2 separate regions of the Arachis hypogaea genome follow, and region 2 is linked to region 1. A link is a contact called in public Hi-C data. All regions are on one chromosome and are shown on one strand. Each heading gives the region's core, a stretch centred on a gene start, on an enhancer-like site or on the middle of the called end of the contact. The rest is flanking DNA. Distances are from core to core; before and after follow the strand shown.

Region 1 (7,095 bases), core at 1,763-4,262:
ATCTGCGACAATAGGAACTTCTGCCAGGACAACAAGCATGGGAAAAATTTCAATAAATACATATATATTTCAAAACCATACTAAATCAATATTAACTGCATCAAGTATGACATAAATCAGACCCTAACGTAAATAATAATAAAATATAAAATTCTATGTTCTATATTCGTTTAAAATAACGTGATATGTTTCAAACATTACTTAACACATATGTTGACTTTTATTTTTTTAACTTCCTACTATTTTTAAATTTTTTTTTACATAGGATCAGGTCAACCGGTTCAATGTCTAACACATACATGACATCCACGCATGCTTAAATAATGGGTAATAAATAATAATTCATTCATAAATAATTCAATAAATAAATAAAAAAGACAATAATTTAAATATTAACGTACCTGCAGTCATATATTCCGGAAACTCCGGAACATGCATGGCTTCCAAGTCCAGAACTCGCATGAATGAAGGCTCCCCAAACGGCATATCGTTGGCGAGTGCATCTGCCACCTCTGTCACATCCGGATCCATATTTCCCTCACCATGATCGTCATCTCCATCTGCACCAACACATTCGTAGTTGCTTTCGAACTCTTCTTCACTGTCACTATTATAATCTTCCCGTAGAATGTTTCGGTCTGCCTCAGATTGTTCAAACTCAACATACAACTCGATAAACGAGATCTACGCCCGGTTTTCAATATACATTGAAAACATCTCCTGCATGCTCGCTTCGTCCGTGACATATCTTGTTTGAAATTGGACAAACCCACCAAATACCGGTACGGGATATCTGTATAGAACACAGGATATTTTTCTTGCCCCCTCAGAATCAATCTTTTCACAGATCAAACCTTTCAGTTCTTCAAAGGAAATGATAAAAGGAATAACAACATCTATTGGATTTTCACAAATAAATTTTACCCCTTCAGATGTTTCTAATAAAATTTGACCAAAATAATACACCTTTATTAGTACTCTATCACTCATTTCTCCTACTCACAAAAAAAAAAAACATAACACTAACTACACACTCCTTTGATTTTGAACAAGCATATAAGAGATCCAGAAGAAGGAAACAGAGGAACGAAGCGGCGCATAAGAAGGGGAAGAAGAAGGGTCCCCAAACGCTAACTCGTTGCACACTTTTATATACACTCTATACTCAATTCGGACCATCCGACTAGGTTAACTTCATTCAAAAATATACTAGGCAACCAAATCGGACCATACGTGTTCATAAACCGGTTCTGCCATCCCCAGCCAAAACGGACGGTCCGAATCCACTCAACAAACACGCAACTCGGACCTTGCGTGTTGTGCCTCCCCTATGCCATCTCGCAGGGTCCGATTCCCCCCCCCCAACTCGGACCGTGCGTCTTCCGGTTTACCATAGCCACGAACAGAGAACTCGGACCGTCCGAGTCCTCCTCCCAAAACCTGCCAAAATTCTGCCCCACATCCATGTCTAACCCACCTTAACTCCATATCCATGAAAAGCTCACATACGAGCTCCATATCCAAAAAATTGAGCCCACATATATATAACATATATATGTGTGTGTGTATAAAACTTTCATCAAGTCACCAAAAAAATATAAAGGGTATAAAAGAGTGGTACAAGTTAAAAGCAAAATAATATCTCAAATAAATTTTTAAAGAATTTTTAGTCAAATAATTTAATTTTTAATAAATTTTAATGATTAAATTAGTCCGTATATTTTATTTTATTAGATATATTAATTTTTTATATTATTTAATAAAATTAGATAAATTAATTTTTATTATTGAAATGAAAAAATTTAAAAATTTTAAATTATTTTTATGTAAATAAATAATTTAATATAAAAATTAATTAAAATATATTTTAAATTAAAATATCTGACTAAAAAATTTTCAAAAATTTATTTGAAATACTATTTTCCGTAAACTAAGTAACAAGTGATTGCGGTGAGGACACGAAACTGACAAGAAGCCCATAAAATGGAACACCTAAGACCGAAGCGTGAAAAAGCCAACCGAAAATGGAAAACCAGATTGTGAAAAAGTTCACTAAATAAATCCCTATTTGTCCACCTCACCCATCATGTGATGCACTTTTTGGGGGGGAAAAAAGAGGTTCAACCTTCCTATGACCATTAACAGTACACCCTTTTATTATTTATAATTTTTTTTATTATTTAAACACAATAAACAATCCCAACAACAACATTCACACGGACACAGATAAGAAAAAGTGCAAGGAGAGAGAAAGGGTGCAGAGGGGAAAAAGTCATGTTATTCAATATCAAAAAGTCTTGGATGCTTTTGGGACAAAAAATAAACGCTAGATCTGCTCAACTCAAATAATAGCTCAACAACATCCTAGTTAATATATTAAAAAATTCAATTAAAAAATGAATAAATATACTAATAGTAACAATAACATTATAAAATATTGCAGCACTTTTCTTTTATATATTATAATAGTAAAACATGGTAGAATAAAATGAATATATATATTTTGGTGATGCTTGTAATCAAATTAATTAAGTGGGTTTAATAATTTATTAACACAATAAAATTAATTAAAAAAGATTTTGCTAAAATATAGTTATAAAAATAATTTACTTATATAATATTTTTTATATTTAATTTTTTAATCAATTTGGATAAGTCAAATGATTAGTTTACTTATTCGTTTAAATAAATATAAAAAAATTTAAATTTTATTTTATATATATAATATTTTATTAATTAATAATAAATTTTTAAATAAAATTTTAATTCATAGCAAATTAATTCTTAATCAACAATTTCATGAGAAATCAAAATAATATATATATATATATATATATATATATATATATATATATATATTTGACCCTTTTTCTTTTTGGTTTTTGGGTGATGGGGAGGGACCAAGAAATAGAAAAGGGAAAAGGCTTAGTAAGCTTTTGCTTTCACTATGAAAAAGACATGGCCCCACATGCATTATATGTTTTTTACTCTTTTGTTTTGCACTTTTTATCAGCTTAGCTTATGTCACAATACCTACATACCCCATTGCATTATTCTCAATTTCAATTTCTCATCTTACACCTAACCCCCCCCCCCCTCTTTCTCTCTCTCCCTTCCATATCTAATCTACAATCTAACCTATTCCTCCTATCTATCTGCACAGAGCAGAAGAGAGAGAACAAGAAAGAAAGAAAGAAAAAAGGGGGTCAGTGTTTGTTCTCTTCAATAGTCCTGCTTCTACCCCTCTCTAGGGTTTCCTTTGCTTTCAGTTTTTGCTTCTTAATATTTTATTCTGAAAAAGCAAAAAAGAAAATTTTCCTTTTTTATTTTTATTTTTTGGTTTTCCTTACCGATCTTGTCCTCTGTCTTTCTTTCCGTATGGTAATTTCTTGCTTTCTGATCTCTTTCTCCTTTCTGTTCTTCTCTGTTAAAAGTTCATGCTGATTCCCCTGTGTGTGTTTTAGTTCATGTTTTTCTGTGAAGCTTGAGATAAGGAAAAGTAGGGAATCTTATGTGAAGAGTACTTCCTTTTTTTTTTTCTTTTTTACTTTTTGTGGTATATTTGTGTTTTGATTGGATTTGATTTGATTTGTTGTTCTTGTTGTTTCTGTATTCTTCTTCATATCCCCCCGCCCCCTTTTTTTCTGTTTTGTTTTTACTTTCTGACCTTTATGTATTGTTAATAATGATCTGCTACTTTTAGTCATTCCATGGAAGATGATATCTTTTAAGGATTCTGGAAAACTAAGTTTAACTTTTATTTGGTTTATTTTCTAGTTCTACTGGAATTCTTTCATGGAGGAAATTCACTTTTTTTTTTTGGTGGAAATCAAAACGGAATTTTGGTTCCTTAACTCCAAAAGGATATTTCAACTGTATTAGAACTTTGGTTGATTATAAATTTATAATTTATCATTCTTATTGAGAAAGTGGTTTAGTTTCTTTGCTGCTGTGACAATATCTATGGAGTTTCCATTTCAAGTATTATTTACCTTTTCTGATACTTGATTCATTGCTTTGAACTTTCCTTTTAGTCTTTATGTCTGCTATTGGCTGCAACTTTCCATAATTTACTAGCCATAATCCATGGCATCTATGCATAATTCTGAATTTGTAGTGGAATTTCCATTTTGTTATTTATTTCTCTGTATATTAGCAAGTTTATTTCTGTTAGCATGGAAATGCTTACTTATTTGTCTTCTGGCCACAACTGAACTAAAACTTCCCTCCTTCGTTGCATTGTTTAGCAGCTTGTAGGTTGTACAACTGAGATCAGCTTCGACGTCTGAAAATAAGAAAAGGATTTTGTTTTTAAGTTGATGTTGCAGCTTCAGTAGACAATTACTAATTGGAGAATTGTTATTCTAGATCAAGGAGCAAGCTAAAAGGTAAAAAAGTCAGTTTAAGAGATGGGTTATTTATGTGACTTTTGTGGAGAGCAAAGGTCCTTGGTATACTGCCGCTCAGATGCTGCATCCTTATGTTTGTCGTGCGATCGGAATGTTCATTCTGCTAATGCCCTTTCTAAGCGCCATTCCAGAACCCTTGTATGTGAGAGATGTAACTCACAACCTGCTTTTATAAGATGTGCTGAGGAGAAAATTTCACTCTGTCAGAACTGTGACTGGCTCGGTCATGGTACCACTGCGTCTACTTCGGGGCATAAGAGGCAAACAATCAATTTATATTCTGGCTGCCCTTCAGCTGCAGAATTTTCTTCAATATGGTCCTTTTTCTCAGATATACCTGCTATGGGTGAAACATGTGAGCAGGAACTTGGTTTAATGAGCATTAGTGAGAACAGTGAAAAGAGTGCTTGGGTTCCTCCAGAAAACCAGAATGCTTCTAGTTCTGCTCAAGCGACCAATCTACCCGGCAAGGATAAATCTTGGGTTGGCACATCTACAATGCCTGAGTCAAGCTCAGAACCTCGTATCATGGACCAGCCACCTGGACCTTCCAATGCATGCGTGCCTAAGGTAGAGCCTATTACATTTTTGCCGCTGAAATGTTATAAACTTGATGGACATGTTAACAACTGTTAATGAATGCAATTTCAAGCTTGTTGGGAGTTGGTTCTGCATCTAACTTTGTTAGTGATTTATATCGGTCCGTTATAGAAGCTCTCCAGTAATAGTAAAACTACAGGGAAAGTCCTAACCATGCTAAGTGATGGACTTTTTAACGACTGAACATGCTAAAAGAAGTTTCAACTCCAAGGGTGAGCTCTTATGGTTTCGGGATTTACATTGGTTAGATTTGGCTACTGCAGTAGTTGTGTAGCCAGAGTCTAATTAAAATATGCATTTAAATTTACTAAGATGTTCTCTTTCACAGAGTGTTGAAATTGTTATGCCAAAATTTGTTCTATGGATTCCGATGATAGGTGACATACTGACTTGGATAATTGCATGTTGATACAAGGCAATTGGGTATCAATATATTAGCATAATGATACATGTTGTGGACATAAAATTGCTCCGTATCTTGTATGCAATTGAATGCCATTTAATGGGATTTTACTAATTCTTTACTGAAATGAGTGACGTAATGTTTAGCTTTTCATCAAATCATTTGTTTAATCCGTCTTGATGAATCTGCAGTTATATTGTCCTGTGAAAACAACTCCTGCACTCTGTGAAGATGATGATAATCTATATGACGATTTCAACATGGATGAAGTGGATCTGGATCTTGAGAACTATGAGGAACTTTTTGGTGTGGCTCTCAGTCATTCTGAAGAGCTTTTTGAAAATGGTGGAATTGATAGCTTATTTGGGACAAAGGAAATGTCTGCCAGTGCTGGGGACTCCAATTGTCAGGGCGCGGTTGCTGCTGAGGTACTCAAATCTTGTCATCCTTTGTTTCTGATGAGCTTGATTATTCTATTATCGCTATCTGTTATTTAGTCATGTATATTAACTAAAAATTTATTGTGTGACCAGTTTCTTTATGCAATTCAAGGCTGTGTTCATCAGGAAATTTTTGTGTGATTTAGTTCTAAAATCACGTTGTTTGTTCACATGCGTATCTATCTTTTCGAGTTAGCGCCTTTACTCAATCCCAATAGGATTTGTCCATGTGTTTCCACCATCTTGATTTGTTTGAGTTCTTGGTCAAGTACCTGATTTGGTTAACCATTAGCATTTGTCTCATTTAATTAAACAATGTAATGCAATATCCAGTGGTTTAAAATTGGTAAGTGTGCTAAGCTTGCTGGTTTTTTCAGCACAAATGTTCACTTTCTCAATGTTGTAAACCATACAATATATAATTTATAATTAATCCGGGGTATAGCCAAACTGGTAATTTAAATGATCATAGTGCTGATTTTGATGTCAATTGTCTGGAAGTTCTGAAGTAGCATAAAATTGAGCATGTTCCCTTTGTTTTTTTGGAGAAGAATGGATCACATTTCTTTTATTTGAACTTTTACTTATATTTTGTTGAATCACATAAGCTGAATGCATTTAAGTGGAGTAAATGAGATTTTCGCTGTTCAGTATTTGTATGCCTGCAATATGGAAATCATTTTATATAGTAGACAGTAGCTAGTTTCCTTTATACTATCCGAGTTAAATGGTTTTGCATTGCTTTGTGCTAATACTTATTATCATATCTGTACTTATGGTTTCAGGGCTCAACTGGATTAATCAATGCAACACAACCAGCATGCAGCAATGCTGCATCTGCAGATTCAATGATGAGCACTAAAACTGAACCAATTATTTGTTTTACTGGAAGGCAATCCCAATCGAACATTTCTTTTTCTGGTGCAACTAAAGATGGTGGTGGTGGTGGTGGTGGTGACTATCAAGACTGTGGGGCTTCTTCAATGCTTCTCATGGGAGAACCTCCCTGGTGTCCTCCTTGCCCTGAGAGCTCTATGCAATCTGCTAACCGCAGCAACGCTGTCATGCGTTATAAGGAAAAGAAAAAGACACGAAAGTAAGTTTTTTACTCATACTGTCATTACTTATACCAATCCCAACAGTGTTGCTGCAATATTGCTGGCATAGTTGATGTGAAAATAATCGACCCATCATCTAGCAGTGCATTGTTCTGGTGTCGACATGTGATTTTTAACGTCACTAG
Region 2 (7,095 bases), core at 1,198-3,697, 190 kb before region 1:
TTGGCACTAGACACCGGGATGGTAGCAACAATTTTTTCGAATTATGTGCTTCTTGGTGCCAAACGCCATGTTCCAGCGTTTAACACCCACCCATCTGAATCCAACTCCACCTCTTTATAGAGGTTCCCGCTTCATTCTAAACTCACTTGTTCCTGTTATATTCAAAAGACATGATTCAAATATAGTTAAAATAAGGAAAACTATGAAATATAAATGGATGTTAGAAAGACGCTAGGTTAAAGAAAAAGAAAAAAGTTCTTAGTGTTAATTCTTTCCATTAGTAAAGTGTCTTCTTCTTTTCTTATGAATTTTTGTCTTTTCAATTTACCCTTTATGCTATAATCCATGTTGGACTAATTCTTTTTGTTTAGTCAATAAAATAAATAAATAAATAAATAATAATAATAAAATAATAAAGAAGTGGTGATAATAACACATATATAGCGTTTTTGGTATTATAAATTACAATATTTTCTCACTATCAATTATGATATATGTTTAAGTGAGAAATTTTGGAGGACATTATATTAGACAAAAAATATTATTATTTAAAAAAATTGTTTTAAATAAATAAATATAAGATATTATTGCCAATTTATGAAGTCAGTTTCAATATATTAGGAGAGGGTTCAAATTGACACTATTAAAAGGAGCAATTTTTTTCAAAATTTGAATTAGACCTGAATTATAGGACATGCTATGTGCAGGAGGAGCTATCAACATAGAATGTTAAAGTAGATTGCAGAACGATCGTCAAAGAAATTAGAGCGGGAACAGTTAATTCAAGTTTAGAAAAAAAAAACTGGTAAAAATTTTATAGAAATAACTGTCAATTAAGCATTAGGTTAGTTTATAAATAGAGTTTTAAGCAAACATTGTAGGGAGGTTAGTTCTTTTGAAAAATACTTAAAAATATTCTCAACCCGTTGACATCACAGAGTAAAAATTGAAAATTTTAAATAATTTTTTTAAACTCAAACACTTATAATTTGCTTCTTTCTAATTTTTATTAATAAAATTTTTCTACTTTTACGTGTTCTTTTCTTTTACCTTTAGCTTTTCTTCTTCATCCTTTCTTTAATTTTCTATTTCTTTTAATTTTTGCAATTTACTTTGCCTTTGGCACCTTATATTTCTTTGTTTATTTACTAATTTTATTCCTTTTAATTTCTATTGACGTTACAATTGCGATATTGAGATATTCACCGTTTATTTTAAATATTAACTATTTCTTTGCTTATTTATTAATTTCATTCTTTTAATTTCTATTGACGTTACCATTGCAATATTGAAATATCCATAGTTTCTTTTAAACATCAACAAAATTTGAGTAAAACAGTATCTTATTATACATATAATTATTGTAGTTGACCTTTGTTCAATATATATAAATAAAATGTTAACAATATTTAAAATATCAATATAAAGTTTTAAATATAATCTTTAAAATATATTTTAATTTTATACTCTTATATTTTTAATAATTTTATTATCAACAATGCTAGAAAAATAACAACATTCAACCAACAAGTATTGGATTGTAAAATAGTCTAATAAAACAAAATTAAAAGTAACATTTTTTTAAAATTATTCTTTCACTCTATTTTTTTTTCTCTCAACACTATAATTTTACCTACTACTACTAGCTATCAATAATCATCTTCAGCTGCCTCCGGCTACTCATCATTGGTCACCAAAAATTTTAAACTTAAACCCTAATTCTTATATTCTAAACCTAAATTCTATATTTTAAACTTTAAATTCTAAATTTTATATCCTAAATTAGTTATATTTTGTTTCACTTTTAATTTTTTCATTAAGTTTTGCATATTTTCATTATTTTTAATTTTAGATATTTTTTTTAATGATCAATTAATGACTATTTTATTGATTGAAAAATGTTGATTCTTAATATCTTTTATTTCGTTATATATTTAATTAATAATTTAATTTTAATATACTGTCAATATAAAATAATTTTATACATATATTTAATTCTGTAAAATAAAATGACAACGATATAAAATATTTTATACTATTAATATATATCAAAATAAACTCTTTAATTAAATTCATTTTATAGAGGTTGGACTATTGAATGTTTGAGACTTTGAACAAATTTTCAACTAATTCAACTCTCATAACTTTGTAAATAGCACCAAATATTTTTCTTAATATGTCAAAAGAAAATATTACAACTTTGTAAATAACATATTTTTTAAAACAAAATTATTAATAACATATTTTTTAAAACAAAAAGAGAGATATTTTGTAATACCTCGTTATGTTTAGCAAGAAACCAAACGAAGCCATAGCGCAAGTTTCGAGCCGAGGAGGAATGGGTAGAGCATAAGCTAAAAGCCCAATACGCCTCGCAGGAAACTCGCAATTTCAATTACTTGAAATTCATATAAAAGTGTGTGTCAAATATCATCTTTCGCGCAAAGAAAAAAAAAAAAAAGCCCAATCCGAAATATTTGAATCAGAACGAGACAGAATAGAATAGAGGGAATAGAGTATACTACTGTTTTCAATTTCAAATTGCGATGGAGCCCCTCGGCAACACCGAAACGGAAGACGGAACCGCCGCGCCGGTGAATAAAACCGCCCGCCGCGTCAGCTTCGCCGACAACGAGATCACCTCCATCCATCTCTTCCCCTCCGACGCCGCCGAACAAACTCCTCCGCTCGATGACCACAACAACGTCGTTTCTAGTCCCTTCCTGAGACCAACCGCTTCGCCTCTTTCTCCTCTCAGAACCGCCACTGCTTCCACCGATGACGATGGCAAGTTCCGATTCGCCTTTTTTTTTTATTTTCTGTGGCTGCTCTACTTAACTGCATCTCTCTTTATTTATTTAATTTTTTTTGTAATTTTGTTTTCGTAACTGTGATAATCGCAGTCCAACTGTACCTGTAACTGCCATAGGATTTGTAGTGTAATATGAAACTATTCAGTTATTGATAATTTTGTAGCAGCAGAAGCTTTTCACGGTCCCGTTTTGGCTAGTTTCATTGAACCTGGACGGTTGTCGGGTCCTGATCCCGGTTTCTCCGACGATGTCACCATGGATTCAACTGCGTTCTCGATGCACTATCGGAGCCTCGCGAGGTCAGATTCCGATGATCTCAGAACGCCAAGCCAGAATTGGATCCCTGCTGTTACTAGTACTACTGAAGGAAGCTTCATGACGCTCAGCGACGCAAGGAACGAGATTTGTGACGGCGATTCAGCGAGTGGAGCTAGAGATTCAAACGACATGACTGTGGTGGAGGATAAAGATTATCCATTTAGGTATGATTATGACAGAATGTCTCCTTCGTTAGGTGCAATTTCAGCTGAAGGAAGCAAGGATGCCTGTTCTTTCTTGGAGATATCAAACAGGAGCGCTTATGGTTTATCAACAGAAGAAGACTTTGTATACAGCAAAGGTGATGATGACAATAGTGCTGGTATTGGTATTGGTGCTGATGCTTCGATTAGAACTGCTGATTCTTTGATCAATGTAAGGAGCATCTTGTGTTAGTAGTTGATGTAGATTTAGAATTGGTGGAGGGTTTGGCTGTTTTGGAAGGAAAGGAGAGGGAAAGGAAGATGTATCTTAATTCTTAGTTTAGGAACAATTTTCCTAAAGCTAGAACATGTTTTCTTAAACTGAAAAACTTACCCTCCTTTTTTTCCAGAACCTTTTGAGCAAAATGGCAATAGCATCTCCCTCATTAGAGCTTGTTGATTTGCAATTTATACTGATATTGGTTTTTGAGTGACTTATAGTGTGTATTGGAAAGGAAACAGGATAAGAGTCCTGCTAAGGGAGTTATAGATGCGACCAACTGTATCCGAGAAGTGTCAACTCCGTCGATGAATTCCCTGAAAGAGCGCCTGAGAGGATTACAATTGTGCCATGGTAATATGCAAGAGTTGTCTCATGAGGGCAACTTAGATGGAGATGATTTTAGTGCCCGGATTTCTGCTCAGAAGAAAAGAAAAAGTTTTGAGATGCCAAGAGGTCGAAAGATCATGGATGAATCAGGGAGGATTGACGCAAGTCCACAGCTCCATAATGGTTGGAAGAGTGACCAACAATTGGTTTTGCAGCAAACAGGTGTTATGAGAAGTGAAAAAGGGAAGCTGGACAATCAAACAAGGAAAACATGGGCTGATGTATGATCACTGTTTTATTTCAAGGGTTAAATCAGTTGAGTCTATTGCCTCTTAAATCTTAATATTTTAGTTGCCTTGCAGATTGTAAAAAATTTCTCATGTGCTACAAACCTGTTGCTTTCTCCTTCAATTGATAAGCTCAATTTGAGAATGGTATGTCCCTTACTTTCATGCAATTTAGTTTCATAAAACATCTGTAGAATTTGAAAGTGATATCATCTGAATACTTGTGGATGTTGTCTTTCCAAAATTTATAACACTTCTAAATTTCCTCTTATTTGGTTATCATATAAAATAATTCATTCATATTTTACGTCAATTTTTAGATTAGCATGCTGGAAGATACTTTGGTTCAATTGCAGAAAGTTAACATCTGTGATGCCTTTTGTTCTGAAATTCATTGTCAGGTCTGTTGGATGGTTTCACTTTTCTAGTTATACATTTTGATCAAGCTTACATTTAATGATTTTATAGTGATTAGAACATAATACTTCACCTGAGACAATATCAAAGGCTGATATTCTATTCATTGTCAACATAATTGATGTTGTTCTTGCAGAAAACAGCTGACCAATTGAAAGTTGTTGGGCATAAAAGGTATGTTTATGTTGTTTGACTGAGTCAGTTAAAAAATGTAAATTATATTCTTTGATGCAGGTAACTTTATGAAATTGTTTGGGTTAATGATTATTGGCATTGTAAAGTAATGTTTTGTAGATTTGTGGAAGCAAGAAGTTTGCTGTTCAATATAGCATATGGGAAAGCAAAACTACAATTAATGCATATTAAGCGTGAGAGATTACTGGTATTTCTCAATCATGTTTGCTTTCTAGCAATGCCTTGCAGATGATGACATGCACTCTCATTATTCACAGAAAAAGTTACAGTTGAGCAGTGGACTCCAGGAGTTTCAAATGATGAAATTAAGTGGCACTCCCGGTTTGTCTAAGCATGATGCTATAAATCAAGGGAGTGATAGCCACTTCCATTCCATCTTGCTCAATTCTGGGGGGAAGTTTCAGGTGTTTCCACCTCTCTCCTTTTTCTTTTCTTTACTGTTCTTTTTATTTATTTATTTATTTTAAAATATAATCTGAGTCACACTCACACTCACACTCACACTTACTCAAACACATATATAATAGATAGCCTAACTAATTGAGTTTATGAGAGATCTTCTATGAAAAGTAGTAGTGTGCAGTTGCAAAATTCTCGTACTTCATCTCTCTTTTACGCGCATATCTCATTAATTAATTATTTTGGGAAGAAATTATTTATAGTTTTCATAAAATGCAGGGAACTGCCTTTTGTTTTTTTTTAAAAAAATCTTATTCCACCTTCCAAAATCTTGTCCAAGCAAATTTCTATATCTGAGAAATGATTTACATAAAAAAGTGTTTCTCTTATGAAATAATGTACTGAATACATTGGCAATCACTTTGTAGGTCTTCTTTGTCGTTTGTGAATTATGCTTAAAACAGTTCCTATTTAACATGTAGTTGTCTTCTGTATTTTTTGCATGAATAATCTCTTGTATGTAAGATGTGTTTTCCATTTCTTGCTATTCATAGTCCTGTTCATAGTTGGTTGATGCAGCAGGAACAATGGATTATGAAAGGTTTGTTTGTTGTTTCTTGATAATTATGAACCTCTTATTGGATAATGATAGGTTTCTAGTCTCACTACAATGAGGAAGGAGATTGAAATTTTAGATTGGAAAGCAAAATCCTTAAAAGAGTACTTTTGTACGTATTGCAAGATGGAAAGTCATCAAAGCTTTGCTGACACCATAAGATCTGTTCATCTTTATTTGAAGAGGAGAATATCGTGCAAGTGTATATTCCAGAATTTGCAGGTCTTTCAAGTCTCTGTAATTCTTGTGAATGCTTTTAAATAAAATATTCTTCTAATTGACATTTTTGTATTTTAGTTGTGGAACATTGATGGTTTTGAGCTTGTGGAGGGTAGTTACCGAGTTTTTCTCAACTATTATGATTATGTTATGCAGAGGTTAGTTGGATCTTTATCTGCTTCCTAAATCCTTACTGATATTTGTATTGGAGTTATATGATAACTGAGTGTTGCACGTGCCTATTTATTTTGGTGAAATGTGTAGGTTCACAGTAAGCGATTGTCCATCAACAAGCATAGTAGTTTCAAGTAAATTGAATGATATGAAAATTGTGAAGGTAGCTTGATACATGATTACACTGTTTCACTATGTGATCATACCTTTTTCTTTTCTTCCATGGGTAAAACATACCTTTTCCATCTCTTTTATTTATTTATTTCTTCTTTTGGTATTCAGACCTTTCCAGACATGGATGCTCTTTTTGCATTTATGCTTGTCCTAAATCCTCATACCACTAAAAGTTATGCTCATACAAAAGATTTGGTGCAAGAAACACAGGTCAGTTACTTCACTTCATATGTTGTTTGCCTTAGCATTTAGCAAATTTATTTCTGTAGGAGTAGAATTTCTCATATTTTCCTTCTCGGTTCCATATCCATCACTAATTATTTATTTTCTCTAAGTCAAATTATCCCAATCTTCACAAGCGTTTTTTTTTTTTCATAAAATTTTCTATTTATATTGTAGATGATGATGGTGGTGGTGTTAGTGATCCAGTCAGATATTTGTTTTATGAAATTTGCTCTTAAGGATGAGTTCTCGGAATTAAAATATCCTTATTTGGCTAAAAAATTTGCACTAGATTCTGACTCCAAATGACATTCTTGTTGGCAAGCAAGGTGAAGAAGCTAGAGAGATCCCTAGAATTCTGCATTTATTTTAGTACAAAAACCAGGATTACTGTGAAAATCTACCCAAATACTGACCCAGAGCATTAGATATGCAAAAATTGCTTCAGATGGAGCAGGAGTTTTATAAAAACTAAAATCCAACCCCTTATACCTATACCTTCTAGTAT

The links. Hi-C and Micro-C count contacts between places; a contact is called where the count stands out from the background.
Region 2: a Hi-C map of leaf shows a contact between it and region 1, with 4 times the contacts expected there. The contact joins the promoter of LOC112766080 here to the promoter of LOC112764281 in region 1. A contact is called at or near these places in 3 of 8 Hi-C or Micro-C datasets (leaf and an unstated tissue).

Annotation. Positions count from the first base shown.
Region 1 is chr17:30,350,887-30,357,981 of arahy.Tifrunner.gnm2.J5K5, reverse strand. LOC112764281 (zinc finger protein CONSTANS-LIKE 9) reads left to right here and starts at 3,012. Exons shown (of 6, transcript XM_029294465.2): 1 at 3,012-3,205; 2 at 4,251-4,979; 3 at 5,604-5,840; 4 at 6,638-6,948. The coding sequence starts at 4,410.
Region 2 is chr17:30,539,556-30,546,650 of arahy.Tifrunner.gnm2.J5K5, reverse strand. LOC112766080 reads left to right here and starts at 2,447. Exons shown (of 15, transcript XM_072222671.1): 1 at 2,447-2,787; 2 at 2,977-3,506; 3 at 3,797-4,165; 4 at 4,247-4,318; 5 at 4,492-4,572; 6 at 4,725-4,762; 7 at 4,883-4,970; 8 at 5,041-5,187; 9 at 5,835-6,020; 10 at 6,096-6,175; 11 at 6,282-6,354; 12 at 6,474-6,575. The coding sequence starts at 2,547.